2 separate regions of the Anser cygnoides genome follow, and region 1 is linked to region 2. The links are chromatin contacts, called in public Hi-C maps. All regions are on one chromosome and are shown on one strand. Each heading gives the region's core, a stretch centred on a gene start, on an enhancer-like site or on the middle of the called end of the contact. The rest is flanking DNA. Distances are from core to core; before and after follow the strand shown. Region 1 overlaps BACH2 (BTB domain and CNC homolog 2). Region 2 has its middle 65 kb from the start of BACH2.

Region 1 (5,103 bases), core at 1,159-3,658, 230 kb after region 2:
TTTAAGCTGCTCGTTAGTGCCACTGGTTTTTATGTGTTCTTTGTTGACTCAGGCATGTCATAGCTGAGTTGGTCCTTCGGAGAAAGTTATCTGAAACATCCTTGTCTCTGGTTTTCTTTCTAACACCTCCACGTGCAGCCTAGAAGTTCACCTCCAGGCTTTCTCGCCTATTCCTGCCTGCAGGTGCTCTCCTGGCTGTACTCGCTGAATTTTCTGTGTTCTCCAGCTGCGCCCTGGGCAGCCTCTAGCATCAGCAACATGCACCAAACTATGTAATTAGTTAGGAAAATCTTGCCTCCTTCCTCTGGTGTACATTAAGGTGAAAACAGGCCGTTTTCTCCAGACAGCAGCACTTCAGCTGTCATTCCTCCAGCTTGTCTTACAGGCACTGTTCTCTTCATTGTTCAACACATCAGTGTGTGACTGTAATACGAGTTACGGAGCGAGGTTTTTACAATAAAATCTGCTGGGCTGTGACTCGGAGGAGCAGACGTGGGCAAACATCCCCCTGTGCCACACATACCACAGGGCCAGCGGTGCTCAGCTGTGGCCAGTCAAACCCAGAGCCCTTGGGCTGGGTGTGCCAGGGGACGTCTGCCAGGGACCGATGGATGCTTTGAGCAGGGGTGATGCGGGCAGTGCTCCCCTGCTGTGGAAAAGCACCTCATCTTCCAGTCCTGTAGCATTTCGGTTTTGCAAGTGTATTCTTCTATGTGTTCTGTAGAGGTGCTTCCTGTTACCTGAGCAGAAGCGTCTCAGCAGCAAAGTATTCACATTTCTGCGTGGTGACTTCTACCTTTCCTCTCAATAAACCGTGTGTTTTCTGGAAAGCGGGATTTGGGAAGACTGAAGCTTGTGGCTAATTCAACAAATGAATTTTCCCTGAAAATCTGGGGGGATGGGGAGGGCGCTGACCATCCCCGAGGATACTGTCAGGATTTCCAGAAGTAAATTCTTTGTTCTCATTTGAAGCCAATCTCACTTTTGAAAGGTCAAAATAATTTCAGTTGGACTTCAATAACTCCACGATGAAATAAAAATTGAAGGCTTAGATTGAAACAAGCACTGCAGTTGGATCGGAAATTAATTTATTTTGACTTTTATTGCTTTCAATTGTTCTAATTTTGTTTCTAAACCATCTTCTGATTCCGTCTCCCCCTTTGGCTCACCTGATGTTATTGGCCCCGTTCGCGGGGACCTGGGTGAGAGCTCTTCCAAGCTGGTGCCGCTAGCACGGTGAATTTGATCTGGAAAAACCCAAGTGTGTGGGTTCCTCAGCTCTTGCACGCCCTCCCTGAGTCGCACATAGGCGAATGCTGACCTAACCAATAACGCCAGCATCGATCCCCTTGCTGCTTACGCCATCCTTGCTCTTGGCAATCAATTCTGCGCCACTTGCCCCGCTGCTGGTGCTGACGCACTTCTCGCAGAGCCGTAGACGCGGTTCACAATCGTTGGGTTTCTGCCCCCGGGGCACGTCTGCGGCGGGTGACCTCTCCTTCCTCCCCGGCTCACGTGGCTCTGTCGCACCCGCCACCGAGGATCGCCTCGGTGATCACCTGGGTATCTCCAGGCTGGTTGTCCATCGTGCCACAGAGGCCATCGGGCCGGACAGCCATCTCGATCACCCTCCCCGCTCACACCTTCATCTCCCCTGCTCTTTTGGGAGATGGGGATGGGACACAGAGGTAGCTACCCTCCCAAACTTGTGCTCCGACACCCAGCAAGCTGCTAGTGATGGCACAGACGGTCGCGGGGGGTTGCCCTTGTGCATGTTCATCATGCCAGAGAGAAGAAAACAAGAAGTCATCTGCTTTCCTCCGTCTATTTGTGGATGCTCTCACTGAGGCAGTCAAAGTTTCTGGTGTAAACTCCTCACCTGGCCAAAACCTGTGACTTCAAGGGGAAGGGCTTGGAGGGAGCAGCTGGGCTTTTTTTTTTTTTTTTTTTTTTTTATCAAAAGCACAAAATTGAAAGTTGGATCAGTGCTTCCAATTTGGCACCTTTCATAAAAGTGCCATTAAAGGGACCTAAGTAATGCCTTGAAGCTCTCCGGCCTCGCTGCAGCTTCCCAGGTGGCTAGTTCTTCAGTGAGACGTTTTGCTAAGAAAAAGAAGAAAGGTAAATCAGCCTCTCAAAGCAAGGAGCTGTGTCTGTGATCTCCCTTCCCCTGGTGTACGCCCATGCCCAGAGGTGTCCGCTGTGGTGGAGGTGCCCCAGCCTCCCACCCCAGTGATGGGATGCGGTGGGGGAGATGCCAGACTTCGCGCCGCTGTCCTCCCCAGATCTGTACGCACTACCTGAGGTGGCAGTCTGTCAAACTTGGGCCAGCAGGATAGCTGCTTAATTTTAAAAGTATTTTTAAAGAGGAAACAACGACCTCTCTTTGTCAGTCTTCCCCATCAGCAACTTTTAAATTCCTCTCTTATTTATGAGCCCGGATGCTACAAATGCATGCATCCGATGCTTCTTGCCCAAGTTGATGTTTAAAGAGTGATTACTCATTTTGGGAGCTTCCCAGTTTTATGAGTGGATAGGGAAAATGCATCTGGACGCTGCTGGTGAGAGCACGTTTGAGCACTGTTAAGCTGAAGAGGGGAGAAATGCGGAGAAATCCTGCCGTGGCACTGCTGTAGGAAAGTTTCTGCGTTCCCACAGTGTGTAAAGGATCACGGTTTCCAAACAATTTCTGATTGTGTGCAGGCTTATTGTGTGCATACAGAGACAAATAGGGGACGTCTAGCACCGTGTATTTTGCACATGCGACCGACCTGTTTGAGCCTAGCCATGTATTTACATCTTTCAAACAGTTCTCCGAAACCAAATAACCTTAAGCTAGGAAAAACAGGCTCTGCCAGGTTCCACCATCCCAAGTAAAAATAACCAAGTAAATAACCAGGAAGTCTCTTAACTCTTAATGGAATAACAGCTTGGTGACTGATTTTAGTTATCAGATTACACGCTGAAAATAACTTATGTGCTATACTTGCAATTGGCTGCAAAAGAAAAAAGAATATAGCGTGCGCTAATTTTAGCAAGTAAGATTAGAGTTAATGTTTAATCCCTGAGACCTTCTTCAGGCTGTGGAACGAAAAAATAGCAGCAGTTAACTGTCACTAATCTTATCTCCTATTTCTAGCATGTGTTTGGTTATATAAGTTGTAGTGTTAGGAACACGCTGGCCGAGTGAGACAGCTCGTAGTTTGTTTTCTGCATCCTCAGGCTTACTAGTCAAACTTGAGGGCTGAGGTGGGTTTAAACGGTTTACACAGATGCCTTCAGACTGTACTAGCGACAATAAATCGTTAACAGAACGGGCACCACAACAGGCCTGCTACAAAGCACTATGCGACTAACTGATTGATTTCTGCTTCCACGAGAAATGGTCGCATTTCTCATATGTTTCTACCCAATTGTTTTAAATTAATATTCAGTTTGGGATTTGATATTCAGCATGTGAGGTTTGATTCAATTTTCGTTTCTTCCTTCCCCACAAAATGGCTTAATAATTAAATCGATGTCTGGAGATTCAAGATGAGAGTTTTCTGGTTTTAGGTGCCCGATGATAAATTTAACCTGAAAATCAGAATACTAAAAATGTAATCCATAATCCTACAAGCAGCTTGCATGCTTTGCAGAAAGCCCATCAGCATTCCTATTGATTTCAACAAGACGGCTCAAATGCACAGAGATGATAATCTGTGCGTGTGCTGCTCAGTCAGGACTTGTGCGTTCTCAGTGCAGCTGAAGGGCTGACCATGCAATTCACCCCAATTTGGTGGGATTTAGCAACTCATTTTCTGCAGATCTCATTGTGTCCCGGAGGTGTGGGGAGGACTCGGCCCTCCCACCCCACCACCAATGGACCTGTTCTTTGAAAGCGAGAATTCTGTGAAAGCACCCCAAATATTCTTTACTTTAAAAGGAGCAATTTTATGTGCATTTGCTGCTCAACTTTGATGCTGTTTTCTAGAAGATCATTGGCAATATGCCCTCGCGAACACAGAAAGTAGTGCTGGGAAAGGCATAGCAAATTGTGAAAGCCCACCTCACAAGAACAAGGCTGTGCTTTGTTAGCTTTGCTTTGCTTTTACTCAGTCGTAAAGAATCCATCCTCTTTCCTGGAAAGCATTCCAAGATCCCACTGAATTCACTAAAAGGTTTAGAGTCAGGAAAAGATCCCGACATTTTCACTTCTTCAGTTTCTTCTCACTGCAGTCAGCAATACCATCCCATCGCAAACCAGACAGTTCTCTGTTCTCGATGTTAGTGTGCATCAGATTACTGTAAACATTATCGTGCTCCGTTTCAGATATTGTCTTGCCAAGTTGTACATTCCTACGTGTTTACAGTGATCTTTCCTTGCCCTTAATCACTTTTCCCCTCTTTAAATTGAACTCAGATTTGCTGGCATTTTGCTGGGGTTGACCTTCCCCGATCCAGATGTAGCATTTCATACAAATGCCCTTCAGAGCAGAGTTACCAGACATCCATGTTTCTCTTGGAAACAACCTTTTTTTCTCCCCCCTCCCCATAAGAAATGTTGTCTGTGCAGAATTGGAGGGTTTTGTCTGTTTGTCTGGGATTTTGAGACATCTGGCAGTCTGGGCAGCCGGCTAATGAGCATGCACTAATGAACTCTGCAGCACACAGCAAGTCCAGCCCATCCGCAGAAATGTCAGAGCCCTGCATGTGCTCTGAGGCCGTGTCCCATGTGTTCAAAACAACGCGGAGGCTTTCACGGCGTGCTTGATCGGCCGTCATCTAGGAGACTGGGTGCAAGGGGGAGCCCAAGAGAGTTCACGTGCAGTGCGGCTCTCACGTGGCGTGCGTGGGTGTGCATGCATACAACTGCACTTAAAAAAAGAATTTCTGTCCTAGAAATCCCTTGCAAAAATATGACATTCCTAACGTAGAAGTGAGCTAACCGTCCTCCTAATTTTAGAACGGTGCATGCCCAGTACTAGAAAAATGCTGTGCAAAAAGTGCTCTATATTTGTATCTGCAATGCCGACATCCTTACTAGTGTTTCTTATTGCTGACTGTCATCCAAGCATCCTATTCTCCTATGTGACAGTGATCGGTATTATTTTCCTTGAATTA
Region 2 (5,100 bases), core at 2,185-4,684:
TTTGAAACATCATGCAGTTATCTGTATATATATATATTTTTTCTGCTGGGTATTTACCCTCTTTAAATGCAAAGAGTTTTGGTTTCTGTTATGCAGAAAAGTGTTTCAAGTACTGACTTTTGGTTTCAGTTTAGCTAATGGATGCGAAGAGCGCACTTTCTTCATTTGGACTAAGTTCATTCACAGTTAAAAAATCAGTCGGGAGTGGAAGAAGCATCAAAGCTCATTTCCTCTTCCAGCCTGTGAATAGAAACAGGTGGGCAAGGTCAAGATACACTCATTTTAGAAATGTGAAGGAAGTGGGGTGAGATTTTCCAAACCGCTCAAGCAGGTACCGTTCCCACTTCGCACGACTCACCGATTTCCATAGCAAGCAGCAGGGCGATGCTATGGGAAACAGCACAGAGCACTTTTCTCTATCTTTATGAGACTTTATATCTTTGAATATAGAGTTCACAGTGACCAGAAGCATCCTGTCCGCTCATTAACTACATTTGCTACTTCCCTTATTTAATATGTCCGTTAGATGTAAGTACAAAACCTGTTTTGATGTATCTTCTATCCAACCTTCCCCACAAAACACGTTTGAAACAGGTGATTATTATTATTGTTATTATTATTATTATAAAATTGTAATAAAAGATATGATTTGTATACTTTTAATTGACTTTCCACATCCACCCAACGGTTGCTTGACACAAATCACGGAAAAATGAGCTTTCACATGGGGAATAAGAAAAGTTGTAATATACCATTTGCTGACACAGAATATGTGTTTGTCTATACATACGGTCTTGTTTGTGATGGAGAAGTCAGATGTTTTCCCTGCTCAATCAACCAGTCCTGTGCCCGAGCATCAGGAAGCTCTTGGTTACCTGCTATCCACTGCAGCAAGCTGTCCTTCCTTCACTCCCTCCACAACCTGCCTCTCCAGCACGAGTCACTCAGCTTCCAAAGTTGTTTTGCCCAGGCATCAGCAAGAATAAAACTCATTTCCTGGACCCCTCTGGAAAACCAGACCCCAAGTGGGGTTTCACTTGCAAATCAAAAGCGTCACCGCAAATGTCCTCTGAAGGCTTTGCTGATCTGCTGTTTGTCCTTTGCTGAAGTTCCCAAGTGATTACCTGACCTGTAACCCAAAACCAGTTTCCGTGAGAAATATTTTCAGTTTGTTTGCTCATCGAGGTCAGAAGACAGTGGTCTGGAACAAACGTCCTGTACATTTTTACCAACCTCAATTTTTATATATAGTAAGCAGTCCTGTGAAATTGATTGATTACAGTTGGCCGATGAGCGTTATTTCTACCAGACAGTGAGATCACCTTGCTAGTGTGGAGACTGTTTTGAAGCAGGCTTCTGTTTTAAGCTTGCTTGAGGTGTGCCCACAAGTCTGTTTATTCTCATGTATCTTATGTGGTCAGGGTGGTGGTGCTGGAGTTTTTCATTGCTGAGCAATTTCTTCTAGTTTATTAAATGAATTTAGTTTCAAATGGAGTACTGGGTTTTCGTTTGTGGTGCTGCTTTTCCTGTTACTGTTGTTGTGGTTTACCGTCCACACTGGGGTGTTCAAAAACTGCTCTTCAAAATTCACCGAGCTTGTTTGTGATTTGTGTTTTTACAGTTCTGTACATTTCTTAATCTCAGAGTGCTGAGCGTGGGCTGGGACTCCCTCCAAGAGGAGTTTTGGTATATACAGCGCTGGAGCAGTGCTTGTGACTTCAGCCAGACATTCATTTCAAGTCCCCGCCAGGCCAGGAACTGTGAGAGAGGATGTAGGGATCCATCCAGGCAGAACTTATGGTATCAGTAAGGCCTTCTAAAATGTACGGAGACTGTTTAGGAACTGTATTTCCGATTGGCTTCTTCCCTATACCTAGCAGTGTGTTTTAATGGTTAGAGCAACATACTGGGGGGGAAGGAAATAACACACTTTTTTTTCCAGGCTCAAGCAGTAACATAGAGGATAATGTTGAGCATGTCGTGAAGGTTAACTTCAGTTGGAAAGTATTCTGAACTAATTGAAGGAAAGGGGCTGCCCACGCATACTTAGTGGGAGGCCTGGCAATTCTCTACCCAGCTAATGCGACAACATTTGAGATCGTGACTCTAGCTCCCAAACATGAGAAATGAGGGATTCCAGATGGGGCGGTATGAGTGACATGACCTGAGGGCACATCCTTCGGCTCCTGAGAAATGAATACCTGAGGGCACCATCCACACAACTCCTCGCTGGTCAGCTGAGCAGGGTCTCCCTGATTTCGTGAGCGTATCTGCTTCAGTGTACATTTCCTTAGGCTTCAGACAGTTTAAGCAACACAAACAGAAAACAGAAAGATGTCCCCCTTTTTTTTTGTCAGCAGCTCTGCATCACTTTTTGGCTGGCAAGTGCAGTATATCTGACAAAGATTGCTCAGTAGGTATTTGCAGTCATAAAAAGATCTGCTTGAGTACCTGAGGCTGGGTCAGTCATGCCCCAGTCTGTGCCCTCTGCCTTATTCTTATCTTGTGTCCCTCACCTTGGCCCTCTCCATTCCCAGCCCTGTGGCCTGCCAGTAACCCATGGGCACCCCCCGAGTCTTCAGTTTCCCTTCATTTCCACTCATCCCCAAACCCAGTTATGTCTTGCTTACTTTAAGACTGATTCATTGCAGCTGTCTGCAATGACTCCTCTTGCACAGCCCCACAGTCTCTACCACCACGTCTGCTCCTGTGCACCCCAGCCAGCTTTCGAGTATTTTCCTGCTCTTAAAGGCCATTCTGAAACGTGGCTACATCCCAAGCTAACTTTCCATTTGTTTTTAATCAAGCTGGTGAATTCCCCATGCAATGTCTTTTGTGTGTGTCATCATCATCATCACTATTATTTCCAGTGCGCCAAAACCTTTAAGGCTCTTTGTTTTAAGACAAAACAATTTTACCACTTAACAATGGGAGGCAGAACGCTGCTGGTTTTCTGAGTTGAGATTAGGTACAAAAGAAAGATTGGAAACCACTGGCCCAAACAGTTCTTAATCCTATGGTAACCTGCAATATGTTCCAGTGCTCGGTTGTCTGTCACTAGAAAAAGTTCCTGAAGGACAGCATAAATCTTCCTTGGTGCAATTTAAGCTCAGTACTTCTTGTGTTATCACCAGAAGGTATGGACAAGACTTCGTTACAGTCTCTGTTGCCGCTACCTTTTATGTGTGTGAAAGTTGTTGTCTTGTCTTTTTCAGACTAGACACATTCTCATGGTTCAGTTTTTCCCCCCCAACTTGACATTTCCTAAACTTCTGATCAGTCTTGTTGCTTTCGTCTGAGCTTTCTCCAGCACTTGAGTAGGGCAGCTAAATATATCACTGCTCTTCTTTGAGATCCAAATTGGCCTTTATGCTATGAGCTATCCTGAGAGTGCCTACAGGATTGATTACTAGCCAATTCACCTAAATCCTTTGCTAAAACACCACTTTCTGAAACAGAGCCCCCATTCCTGTAGGAAAGCTGCTTTTATTTGTCCCTAGCTTCACGGATTTTCATTTGGCTGTCAAAATGGATACTATTTAACTGACCTTCCTTTAACAAGTAATCCAGATCAATTTTTCTAGCTAACCTATCCCTCACACTTCAACATTTTTTTCTGTTTTTCTGCAGACTTTCCACAAAGACCAGAAAGGAATCCTGTGGGACACTGCAAGGAATATCCCCCAGGGTGATAAAATCTCATTTACAAGCAACATTTAATCTGTTCATTATGAGCTCTTTTGACTTTGCATTTATCATTTATTTTCACAGTGTCATGCGCAGTGAAGTCACGTGTCTTACAAAACCCTAAATGCATAGTGTCATCACATTTACCCTTACCAAACTTGAGATCTGCTCAGGAAGCAATAGCAGGTTTGTTATCTGTAAGGGACCTCCAGCTTTCTTAGGGAGGGACAAAGAGTTCAAGTAACAGAAGGTGGTGTGTTGCTTGGAAAAGACCAAAAAAAAAAAATAGAGGCAGGAAATCTGTTAGACATAAGAGGAGTGTATCTGTACTCATTTCATAAAGATATGAATTAAAGACTGGAACTGACTATTACTCTAAATTGATTGCATCTGGTAAGCATTAACTGAGTACACATTTCTGAACTGTTTGCTGTTTTTTTGATCCCACTGGGTAGTCAGCTTCTGATATTTCCACTGAACCATGTTTAATCATGTTTAGCAATATTTTAGTGATAAGAGTTGGTGGCATTATAGCTCCACTTTCAGTCTTTGATGCATATGATTATATTACCTTCTTCAGTGAATGTAAAAATCCTCCAGTAACTTGCACTACTGACGTCTGAGAAAGTCAGGGCTGTTATTGTTTCAGTGTTCAGCATGCTGCCACTTCATTGCTTTGATCCATGGCCTTACGTGGCTTTTTAAAGTGGAGGAGGGTGGAGGGAGAAGGGTCACTGAGCTTGTAAACATTTCTATTACATCAGATTAGTTTCTCTGCCACGTACAATCTGCTGGTGTGACTCAGACTTTCACATTTTATAGTCAGCTATGTCTACAGGGACTACAACCATTCTGAGAAATTCTAGATAAATGTGAATTAGTTTTATTCTTATCTTATTACACAATGTACAATTGTACAAAAAAATGCCCTTTTGTTGTCTTTTAGTGCAGATGTGCAACCACTGGCAGATAATGAGAACAACGTGTTCCCCCTCACCAGCTCCTTTATTCTTTGGCTGTTAGCCTTAACACAGGTTTAGGACTAACCATTCTCATTCATAGTGCTCTCAGTTGCTCTCCACCCACCTCTCAAATTTTTATTGAGGCTGCACAACAGTGATCTGAGATGGCTGCCACTAAATACTTGGAGTCATGTTTCTTAGAGTAGATCATTCAACTGCTTTTGCTTCGGGGAATAGGGTGTGCTTTTTCACAGTTATAAGGTCTGGGCAAAACAATTTATTTTTGCCCTTGTATCGGTTCAGGGCACTGTCAGTAGCATGGGAAATGTGATAGTCATAACCAGCAAAAATGTTAATGTCTCGTATAAAATAATCTGGGGCACCACACGTAACATTTTCCCCTCAGAACTTTCTGGGCAGGATTTTCAAACAATCCGCTTTGTGGCAGCCA

Evidence for each region. A called contact is a pair of places that touch in the nucleus more often than the background predicts.
Region 1: a Hi-C map of liver shows a contact between it and region 2, with 2.5 times the contacts expected there. The contact joins two enhancer-like sites. A contact is called at or near these places in 2 of 7 Hi-C or Micro-C datasets (both in liver).

What each region holds. Positions count from the first base shown.
Region 1 is chr3:82,842,268-82,847,370 of Taihu_goose_T2T_genome, forward strand. All of the region lies in intron 4 of BACH2 (BTB domain and CNC homolog 2), which reads left to right. Among named protein-coding and RNA genes, the nearest start is that of GJA10, 39 kb to the right of the region's middle. Within about 2 kb of position 2,409, at least 1 of the 3 cell types and tissues checked has open chromatin away from gene starts, as enhancers often do. A contact at or near this core is called in liver, where this site is marked.
Region 2 is chr3:82,615,082-82,620,181 of Taihu_goose_T2T_genome, forward strand. No RefSeq gene overlaps it. Among named protein-coding and RNA genes, the nearest start is that of BACH2, 65 kb to the right of the region's middle. Within about 2 kb of position 3,435, at least 2 of the 3 cell types and tissues checked have open chromatin away from gene starts, as enhancers often do. A contact at or near this core is called in liver, where this site is marked.